Linked DNA regions of Zea mays: all the other regions are linked to region 1. Evidence: chromatin contacts called from public Hi-C data. All regions are on one chromosome and are shown on one strand. Each heading gives the region's core, a stretch centred on a gene start, on an enhancer-like site or on the middle of the called end of the contact. The rest is flanking DNA. Distances are from core to core; before and after follow the strand shown.

Region 1 (3,672 bases), core at 901-3,400:
TTAGGCACTTTGTTGAAGATGCTCTTAGCAACTTGCTAAATCCAAATTTAGTGGTCTTTTTTAAGAACCAAGAGTATCTCCAACATCTTCTAATATTTCTACCTCGATATCTCTATATTAGGTTGCTCCCAAAAGTATAAAATTCCAAAAACATACTCAATTCCGATAACTCCTTAAAAACATCCCAATGTAGACCATCTAACGCGGAAAGCAAAAAATATATAGAGACGAGCAGTGGCGGAGCTCCATAAAAATAACGTTCCGAACCACTTTATAAATATAACGATGTACTAGTCGTTTTTTAATTTTTCGCACTTTAGATGTAGTAACATTTAAAACAATCCAATGTAACTTTTAATTTTTCGTACTTTAGGGGTAGTAACATTTAAAAAAATCCAATAAAACTGTGGCAGACAGGGAAAAGAATCAGACGTTCAGAAACAATTACTCACAATAGAGGAGAAGCACTCAGCACACAACGCTTGCCGCTCAGGTGGTCGCTGCCCATTGGCCAGGGAGGCGCTTTGCCCTCGCCTATGAATAAGAAAAGAAAAGAAATCAGGTTGAGGAAGTTGTATACTTTGGGAAAAGATGTAATGGCAGGGGTAGATTTGGGCGGTGGCGTGGTGCCAGTGCAGGCCGCGCGCGTCATTGCTACAGGGACGATAGAGGCGAACTGGTGGAGGTGGAGGCCGGACTTGCGGTGGCGGATGCCTGAGTCAGAGCCCGCCCGGCCGCCTCGGAGGTTGCTGCCTTGTGCCCTTACCGAATTCGTAGAGCCTAAAGTAGGGCTGGGCAAAAAACCCGTAACCCGAAACCCGAACCCGGAATACCCGAACCCGAACCCGAAATACCCGAAACCCGAATTTTGTTTGGGAATTTCGGGTAGCAACTTGCAAAACCCGAATTTAGTTCGGGTAATTCGGGTATCACAATCGGGTACCCGAAATACCCGAATTACCCGAACTTTCATGTGTCATGTACTCATGTCATGCTTAATTATTAATTTGTATATTTATAATTATGTGTATGTGTGCATAACTTGTGATTGTAGATTGCTTGTGTTTTATATGTCCATGTATATCATTATTCAAACTATATTTTATACTAATTTAATAGGGTGTATGTATTTTTATGAAGTCGACACAATAGTTTGGGTAGTTCGGGAATACCCGAACCCGAACCCGAAATTTCGGGTACCCGAATTTTCGGGTATTGTAAAACCCGTTGTAATTTCGGGTATCGATTCTCAAAACCCGAAATTTTGAAAACCCGAATTACCCGACCCGAAATTTTCGGGTAACCCGAACGCCCACCCCTAGCCTAAAGGCGTGGAGAGCGATAGAGGACTGAATGAAGGCGGTCGCGCCGCTGGTAACATAAGAAACGCAACCGCGCAGGTTTGCGAAATAATTGAAAGAGTCTATGTTCTCGTGACTTGAGCGACTGAGAGAGGCCGTCAGCGCCAGGCTCAATCGATGCGAGCAGGATGTCTTTTGGGCCACATTTTTAGGCTGAAATGTATTTTGAGCTAGATTTTTTTGGTTGAAAAATATATATATATAAGAGGATTTTTGGGTTGCGCCTCGGTCCACGGCCCAGGTGGCCCAGGGCCCATATCCGCCCTTGGAGACGAGGGTGGCTTGACTCTTTAGCGAGGGTCTTGTTTTAGGAATATCAAATAAATTGGGAGCATAAGTAAGAAGCTGTTGGACCCGTGGACCACCTTGAAGATGCTCTATTGGTGATGCTAACGCATTCTTCCTGTTCACGCCTCCCTTATCCGAACCAAAACACACGCCTACGTCACTTCCTCACCACGCGTCCTCCCGATCACCGTCCACGCTCGCCGACAGCCGAGATCAACGGCCGGAGCCCCCACCCCATGCAGGCCGGCCCAGTCAGACTCAGACCCCAAGTCCCCAACGAACGTGACGCACGGGCGGCCAAAGCTACTACTACTACTGTCTCCACAAGTTTCATACTCAGTATTCAAATTTTATTCTACAAATAATATCGTGTATAGTGTAAAATAATATTTTAGGTGATACATGTAAGCGCTGGTGGACACGATTCACGGACGCCACCCGGACCCTATTAAACCCGCCTCTCAGCCGACCGTTTCGAGTCCGTCGTCGTCTAGCTCCCATCCGACCTCCTGCATTCCCCACTAGTCCCAACTCCCAACCACCGCCAGCCGTCCGCTCTCCGCAAGCGCGACCTTCCGGCCAGATCCGCCCCGTTGCGCCGACGAGCGGTCCTTCTGCCTAGTTTCTCCGCGCAGCGAGCGGCGGGTTCCTCGGAGATTCCCGCTGGCCGCGGGGATCCATTTGGTGAGTTGGGAGCCGGAGCTCCGATTTGGCGGTTTCCCTTTGGGAGGTCGTCTGATTCACCGGCGGCGGCGGTTTGCTTTGTGGATGCAGTGACTGCTCGCGTTGCGCGTGGATCTGGTTTGGGACGGAGGAGTGAAACGCGACGGTGATCGTGCGAGGTGGGGACGCCATCAGTGCTCTGTCTGGGGTTCGGTCTGTTCTTCGACTGCAGATCTGGAAGGTATCTACCAGTATACCCGTGTCCTCTGCTCTTATTTTTTGTTGCTGAATGATTTGGCGATCTGTACACTAGAGACAACCATTTCTGCATTACGATTCACCGTGTCGTAATAATATAGTTTCACCATCCATGTTGATATTTTTGTCCAGATTCTGGTCCTGCTTGCCATTTCTGCGATCGAAATGCACTGTGTTGATAAGCTTCTACGTTTGATTTTTCTTTTGGCGCTAGGGTTTCGTGGGATCCGTCGCTACGATCTGTCCCAGTCAGAGCACCTGCATCATCTCGGGTCGGGCCATGGAGACTCTGCTCATCTCGGAGGAGCGCAACCACCAGCTCCACCACTTCTCGGGTCGCCGGAAGAAGGCGTTAGCAGCGTCGCCTCAGTCCACGCGCAGCTACCATGCTGGCAACTGCCGGGCGTTCCACTCCGGCATCACCGTCGGCATCCTGCCATCCCCGCCCGCGCAGAGGGTTGCACTGACCCGCTCCTCTCCTGAGCCCAAGACACCGAAACATCAGCTTCACCATGGGAAAAAGCGCAGCCGAGCAATCTCTATAAACCTTTCGACGTCCCCTCCCTCTCGCCCTGAGCTCTGGGCTGGCCCGGGGTTCTGCAATTCGCCGCCTCCCAGCTCCCTCCCGATCCCCAAGTTCTCACTCCACCAGAAGCGCAGTGTCTCACTTGAATTTCCACCTGCTGACCGGTCAGACGACGAAGAGGTGCCCGTGCATGCCAAGTCGGCACCTTCATCGCCGACTGCAGGCTCAGGTGTTACCTTCTTCAGTGGTACTGATGCTACCATTGCCACCGAGAATCTGAGGAGGATCCTTAACCTCAAAATTGAGGATAACTGAATGGCGGTTGGGTAGTTCTGTGTACATAGTTTAACTACAACTGACCTTTGTAGTATGTATAGGGTAACCGGGGATAACCACTGTGTACCTGGCGGTGGTTCCTTCTGCAGCAGTACTGTAGGCGGTTAGCAAGCACAGCGAGGAGTTTAGGAAGTTTGGAAATGCAGTGAGAAGGATGTTGTGGTAATGGAGATTTGGTGGATTTGCATATCACTGCAGTTTCAGAGTCACCTTTGTTCCTTGTACCTTGTAGTTGCCTAT
Region 2 (3,659 bases), core at 307-2,806, 130 kb after region 1:
TAGATTGCTCGGTCACAGACACTGTACCGACGTTCCAGCCTTGGCTGAGGAGCAAGAATGTCACCCTCCATCCTCAAACTCCGACTAAGCCCAGCCTGGAAAGACCGGCGATGGAAGAAACTTGCACTGTTCTGCTTCGATGACAAACCCTCAAAATCATCGTCGATCTCCACCACAGGGTTAGGAGCCGGAGATGGTGTCCGGAAGCTCCCGTTGCCACTAGTACCTGGCAAATTGTTCAGTGTCCTCCTGACCAGTGACACCCACCTCTTCGCTGGAACATTGTCCTCTGTCCCAAGGACGTTACCGGCATTGAGTGGAACAATTTCTTGAAACCTAGACAAACAATAGCATCAACAAACCCGGTGAAATCTTACTTGATTAATAGCACTGCCACAAGAATCGTGATCGAGATGTACACAAGTACCCGAGGACATAGATGTCAGCAGGAGGTGCAGCGTGGAGCCAGTCCTCGAGGCTCATGTTATTTGGCGGGGAACGGCCGCCCACATTCCATGTAGCAACAAATATCCTACTTCAAGCACACGAGAAGTTACCTAACCGTCTAAGTTTTGGAAATGGTGGGTACGACGAGCACTAACTCTGCAACGGCAATGCAGTAGTATACCTATAGTCCAATGTCACTGTGGCTTCGGCGGCATCAAGGTCAATCTTTCCCCGCCTCGAGTGCCCATTGCTCCTCCTCGAGGACCTCTCTGAATCAACGCGCGACGGCATCGAAGAAACAATTCAGAAATGTGACAGTCCAGGTAGCAAATAAAGGACAAGCCTTTGGCGTAGCCTGCTAATACTCTGCTCACCTGTCTTGCTCTTCTTCACTGTGCTCGGCTCCCTACGGGTGAAGCTGCTGCCCCTCCTCCACTCGTCATCGCCCCCTCCTGCAACTGAAGCAAGAAACCATCGATCAGGCAACATCCAATCCAAGATAGCAGCGCGTTGTATCAATATCTTGGTAACAAGAGCTCGTGGGAAGAAAAAAAAACACAGGAAAGCTGGTGTGTCTGGTGAAAGAAAAAGAGAAAGAACAAGACAAGAAAGATGAGAAGCTGAAGAGACAGCAAAACTGATCTTCATGAGACAGATGGCGAGCTCACTGCCGGAGCAATGCGGGGGGGGGGGGGGGGGGGGGGGGGGGGGGCAACCAGGCCTACGAATACGTACGATACAAACGCGCACAGGGCGAGAGCTAGCTCACAGAAACGCGTACCTGTCCTACCAATCGCGGCCACATCGTCGGCGTGGAAGTCGTGGGCCTTGCTCCTGATGTTGAACCACTTCCTCACCAAGCTCTTGGACCACGACAGCTACAAGCCGCACCGGCACCGCAGCAGGCAAAAACATCAAGGAACGGCGCAAAAATGGAGGAGCATGGAGAGGGACGTACTAGTAATTTAACTTTTAGAAATGCAGCAGAGCTGAGTGAAGGTGGAGGGGAGGGAGGAGTCGGAAGATACCTTGCTCTTCTTGGTGGTGTTGCTGCCATCTCTCATCCTTGCTGCTAGCTAACACTCATGCAGCCGTAGCGTAGAGACTGCTGCTGCGTGCTGCGAAATGGACAGCTGATGTAGGTAGAAGAAGCCAAGGCGGGCGGGCGGGCGCAGAGACAACTGTTTGTTTGTTTGTTTTTTTTTCCCTATAAACAAAGCCTGTGATTTGATGGAGAAGGAGAGAGGACGGCTGGAGAGTGGGGGAGAGGAGGAGTAAGTACTTGAGGATGGGAACAAAATCTTGATTCTGCTTGGAGGAAAGAGCGCGCGCTAACACCAATGTTCTAACTGGCTCCTGAACCTGAAGCGAAGGAGGAGGAGGAGGGAGGAGGGCGAGCGGAGATACTGGACCGGAGACGGAGAGCGCTCTGCTTCTGCTCTGTCTTCCTTCCTCCCTGCTTCAAAACTCTGGGTATTTGGAGGGAGGCGAAGTTGTGTCATGTGTGAGTAGCCCAACACTAACTACGTGTGTGTGAGGCTGGGCGGGAGAATAAAGCGAAAGAGGAATCTGACAGTCTCCTCTGCTTTTACGCTGGTCTTGCTTGCAAAACCAAGTGGGGGGAGCAAAATACGTAGTACACCTGTAGTAGCATGTAGGTACAAGTAGAAGAAAGGGAAAGAAGGCATACAAGCACTACGGTACGGGTGCCATCCGGATTCGGGGTGGAAAAGTAGTGCAGAACATCTCAACTCCATCAGCGGAAAAGAGGAGGGACAGCCACATTGATACTGCAGTATTTGTAGTATTATGGAGAGAAAAAAGAATATTGTTGTGTGCAGCAGCGTACTTACTAACTAGTAGTGGTACTGCAGTGCTGGTGGTGTCGTCCCAGCAGAACCACTAGAGGAGAGGCTGCTCACACTTCACCGCGACCTTGCTTTTCTCCGTTCCAAGGGCGTTTTTCGGCACCAGATATATGATACGGCCCCCCTAGTTTTTTTCCCCCACCTTGTTCCTTTCTTCTTTTGATACGCTTTCGTACTTGGGCTCGAGGAGAGACTGGTCTCTCCCTCTCCGGCCAGCCTGCTGGATCTTGCATCGCTATCCCTGTACGGCGAGCAGAGTGTGTGAGTTGGATTGGAGAACTCGAGATGCTTTCCTTCTACTTGTACTAGCGCTGCTCTGTTCTTAGCAGCTCAACGTAAAAAAGCAACTTTGTTATAGCTCAATGTATAAACAACTCTGTTATACTGTTTCCAGGAGGAGGCTAAGCTACTTGGAATGGAATGCAATGGAATGGAATGCAGCTACGGCTGCCAGTCACACTCACACAGTCGCCACACGGATTTTGGAGGACTCTTGTTGTTCCGCGTGCCTTTTGAGTCCTGACTGAGTGTGAGAGAGAGCGCCGCCCCGGAATCTGGATGGTGGTGGTCACTCCCTACTCCCAAGGGATTCACTCTTCTTTCCATGTGCTTGCTACTCAAGAATCAAAGAGCGTGCTCCTGTCATGGCAAAACGAAAGCCAAGGGCCGCGCCTAATTTCTTCTCTCATCCTTCCTTTTCTTTCGTCAGAACTGGACCGGATCAAGATCGGAACAAATGAGCTCGCCCCTCTTGGCCGAGACCGGACCGGCACATGTATGTATGTATGTATACATCTACTTTGCTGCCACTATACATCGTACATTATGGCAGACCTTTGTTCTGTGGAACAGTATATATATGGTACAGTCATGAGTTTTAGAAGAAGCAGCGATTCTTTCTTTAACGAGGTGCCAGTTCTTTTAGAATTTTTTTTTTCCATACATATGGTACTCGATCAAATTTAGCGCGGAACGAAACAGTGGCAAGAATGAATTACCTTGAGGAAGAGGACAGCAGAACCTTTGTGCCAATCACGTGGCATCCATTTTCAATGATCGTCTGCTCAGACGGCAGGACGGCGGCCTTAGCAGAAGCGACCAGTCCGTCTGAACCACACATAGTTAACAATTAGCGTCATAATCCTGGAACCAAGAGATTACGACCAGGGTTACCAACAGAGCCCCATCATTTCCGCTTAGTTTATCCATGATTCCCACGGGTGTACGGCACCTTAGATAAAAGTAGGCCTGAGTTGGAGCAGATCAGCCATTGGTCTCTCTGTTCCAACAAGTACATGTTGGCTGATCATGAGTTCAAATATCATGCTACCAACAGGACACATA
Region 3 (3,586 bases), core at 263-2,762, 180 kb before region 1:
GAACTATCTGTATTGATGTATATATCTCACTGGAGATCGGACCATCGACATGTATTCGAGAATGGAGCCGCGCGCCATTCGATTCTGTAATTCCGTTGACCAAAAGAAGAAGAAGAAGTTACAAGTTGTCATGCTCGATGACCTGCGCCGCCTTCCACTCCTCGCCGGGGTTGACGACGACGGGCACCAACATGGACGCCATCCCCGTGCACAGAAAGTAGTCCTTGCCGAACTTGTCGTACATGCCTCCCGGGCTGCAGAGGTACATGTCGTCGAACCCCATCCTCACCAACCTGAACCCGAGCCCGCTATACTGCAGATTCATCATCGTATCAAAGCAACGTTCGATTCAGTATGGAGAATATGAAAAAGAATTTAATAATTTCATAGCATGGTTGGTCGGCGGAAACCACCTGATCGATGGTGGTGAACTTGGACGGCGCGGTGCTGTAGACGCGCTTCTTCCTCTCCTCTGGCGGCGCGGCGTACACCCGGCTCACCTTCTTCTTGAGCGTGGTGTAGAGGTCCTCCTCGACGGTCCAGACGCCCTGGCGCAGCTCCTCGGCGCCGCCGAACCAGCCAGGGTCCTCCCGCTTCATGGCCTCGGCCGGGGACAGGAGGCTGAAGGCTGCGGCCGGCGGCGGGTAGGAGCAGTAGGGGCAGCCACGGAGGCCCTCCACGGCCGTGCCGCCTCGCTTGTCGAACTTGATGTGGCTCAGCACCGCGCCTGTCAGCGCCACCGGCTTGCTGCCCGTGTTCCGGACGATCACCGCCGTCGCCATGCTCAGCGAGTACAGCGTCACCACGTACGAGATGTCCAGCTTCCCTATGGTGCACCCGAGCTCCACCTGCAGTTTCAGTCACGTATCTTTTCTTTTCTTTTCTTTTTGCTGCGGGGGAATCAAAACAAAAGAATAGAAAAAAAAAAGCACCTGCACGGCGTCGTAGGAGTCGGAGTCGGCGTCCCTGACGGCCCACTCGGCGCCGTCGACCAGCGACGGCTGGGCGGACGAGGACGTCGCGTCGTTGAGGACGAGGCCGACGCCGCCCTTGCCCGCCACGGTGTGCAGCACCTCCCGGCACCCGTCGTCCTTCCAGTACACCTTGGGCCGGTAGGACGTGACGAGGCCGTCGCCGAGGCGGAGATGCAGCGAGCTGCCGTTCCGCACGCTGAGCTCCGCGGCGAGGGGCCCGCCGGCCGGGTCGGCCACGAACCGCAGGCCCTTCCGCCCGAACGACTCCTCCAGGGACTGCGCGGTCGTCGCCGCCACCGCCGGGGCCGCGGAGGCGCGCGCGGCGGTGCTGGTGCTGGTGCTGGCCCGGCGCGCGCAGGACAGGAGGTGGAGCGGGAGCACGGAGGAGGTGGCCATCGGGGCGGGAGTGGGATTGAAGAGGAGGAGCAGAGCCCTCTGGAGACGCGGAGCGGCGTTCACTGCAGCCTCACATCCTATGGCCTTAGGATAGATGACGATACTTTCTTCCTCGCCTCATTCCTTTCGTTCTCGCGCTTTTTCGTGCTCTTTTCCCCCTCTTACAGCCTCATATCCTATGCCAACGTGAAAGAGAAGTCGTTATATTTCACGTTCATGAGTTTATGGATTTTTAGACGAGTCTTATACGATCAGCTAGTATAATTACAAACATAACTCTTGAGCAGTGGAGTAGACAAGAGGGCTGGCAGGAGCCTGACCTCCTAAAATTTGTACAAACATATAAATACATACTAATTACTGCTTAAATAGTTAAGTATATAAAAATAGTGATTGATTTGATAAATATTGGTTATTTCTTTGTTTATGTGTTAATAAAAATATGTAGTCAATTAAGTTAAATTTAAACTGAAATCAGACACTTATATATTACATATAATCTATTAAATGTTGTTTATGGTCTCTCCATATAATTTTTTTGGCTACGTCTCTGCTCTTGATAGACAAGTTTAGAGAAATAGAGGGTATTTGGTTTCATCTAACTAAGGGCCCGTTCGCTTGTCCAGGAATGAACCGGGATTCATTCCAGCTCATTAAAATTAATATAAATTAGAAAAGTAATCCGGCTAGGAATCATTTCGGAGTTCCAATTCAGAACCTAAAGTTTAGTCAATCATATTGTCTAAAGATCAATAGATAAACTATCTAGTGCCTAAATAACGGGAAAAATAGATACTTGATATAAGAAAATTTTGGAGAGCAGGGCGGGCAGCGTATCACACAACTCACAAGTGCACAGGGCAAAGAGTGGTACGGAATATGAATGCATATGACTAAAGAATCGTCCAACAAATATATACTGATCTTAATTTAAATAAAACATCAAGTCAGGATGGCCGAGTGGTCTAAGGCGTCAGACTCAAGTTCTGATCCTCTAACGAGGGCGTGGGTTCAAATCCCACTTCTGACATCTATTTTGTTTTTCTGCCTTTTTATTTTTCTTTTTTATTTTGACACCAAATCCCACTTCTGACATTTTTTCTTTTTCCCAGACAAAAAATATTGTTTCTTATTTTTTCTGATACAACTTTAAAAATTGTTTTCATATTTTCCCTTCTTTAACGTTTTCTTCTTTTTTTTTCCTGTAGAATTCTAAAGTGCTTTCGTATTGCAATATAAAAAAAATACTGCTTTCATATTGCAACATGAAAAACTACTAGGATTGCCATTCTTCTTTTTCCATCTAGAGTTTATAGTGCTTTCGTATTGCAACATAAACAAAATACGCTACAACTTTAAAAGGATTTTGGCCCGGTTTCGTAGTGCTTGTCCACAAGAGCCGAAGTACTTGGAGAGGAGCTGTTTTTTGCAGCTCCAGCATCCAGAGTCAAGATTCTGGTCTCAAAACGGCTCAACTTCTCTATATATTCACTACAAAACGGCTCTTTTTTCTAAAATGCTCGATAAGTTCCTCCGTAGGAACCGCTGTTAAAGCCAGAGCCGTGTCAATCAGGCTTTACTGCTCCAAGAGGATAGCGTGATGCGTTGCTGCCGTGAAACTGAACACCAAATCGGTGGCCATGAATTTGGACAACTTTAGAAAAGTGACGAATTTGGACATCTTTTAGAAAGGTGGGGTAAAGGAGAGTACCATGCTAAATTACGTAAAGCGGCGAAGGCGGCCGCTTTGCTTCGTCATCTTTGCAACAACTCTCTAGTCCCTACCATACCCACAATGCGGCAGTGGTCTAGTGGAGCAAATCCAGCAGCCAAGCACCTGCACCGTATCACCATCACCAGACGATGGGCGCCGAAAGAGCAAGAGACAGCCCGCAATAACCAAACCGGAGATGGAAGAAAAGCTCCAATCTAACCCACTTTCATTCAGATCCATTCAATGTAACGACGAACACAGCAGGGTATACTCGGATCCCAGTTACGCAACACACCCACAGGGACAGACCCTGGCATTCCGACACTACGGGAGAAAAGAGTCTTCGGGGCTATAAGCAAACTGAAACGGGGAACACAAGAGGAAGAGAAACTAGGGAAACCGCTAACAACTAGCCAACTGCTCTCCATCCAGTAGCGATGAGGAGATCGAGCAACGCTTATGGGGCCATGCTGCCAGTTCCACAGCCTGCCTTGGTTGGTCA

Evidence for each region. A called contact is a pair of places that touch in the nucleus more often than the background predicts.
Region 2: a contact with region 1 is called in a Hi-C map of root tip, with 6 times the contacts expected there. The contact joins the promoter of LOC100285261 here to the promoter of LOC100277219 in region 1. A contact is called at or near these places in 10 of 25 Hi-C or Micro-C datasets (ear, endosperm, leaf and 3 more) and 1 of 3 datasets of contacts at active chromatin or transcription factors (leaf).
Region 3: a contact with region 1 is called in a Hi-C map of leaf, with 3 times the contacts expected there. The contact joins the promoter of LOC100278292 here to the promoter of LOC100277219 in region 1. A contact is called at or near these places in 2 of 25 Hi-C or Micro-C datasets (both in leaf).

What each region holds. Positions count from the first base shown.
Region 1 is chr9:159,418,326-159,421,997 of Zm-B73-REFERENCE-NAM-5.0, forward strand. It overlaps LOC100277219, which reads left to right and starts at 2,151. Exons shown (of 4, transcript NM_001150852.2): 1 at 2,151-2,333; 2 at 2,424-2,553; 3 at 2,785-3,672. The coding sequence starts at 2,851. The coding sequence ends at 3,411.
Region 2 is chr9:159,549,061-159,552,719 of Zm-B73-REFERENCE-NAM-5.0, forward strand. It overlaps LOC100285261, which reads right to left and starts at 1,557. Exons shown (of 14, transcript NM_001158155.2): 1 at 1,476-1,557; 2 at 1,229-1,325; 3 at 822-905; 4 at 629-716; 5 at 428-532; 6 at 1-336. The coding sequence starts at 1,511.
Region 3 is chr9:159,242,059-159,245,644 of Zm-B73-REFERENCE-NAM-5.0, forward strand. LOC100278292 reads right to left here and starts at 1,513. Exons shown (of 3, transcript NM_001151612.3): 1 at 933-1,513; 2 at 414-848; 3 at 1-313. The coding sequence starts at 1,370. The coding sequence ends at 119. It overlaps TRNAL-CAA (transfer RNA leucine (anticodon CAA)), which reads left to right and starts at 2,317; the gene lies at 2,317-2,400. It overlaps LOC100383150 (evolutionarily conserved C-terminal region 2), which reads right to left. Exons shown (of 9, transcript NM_001175815.2): 9 at 3,283-3,586.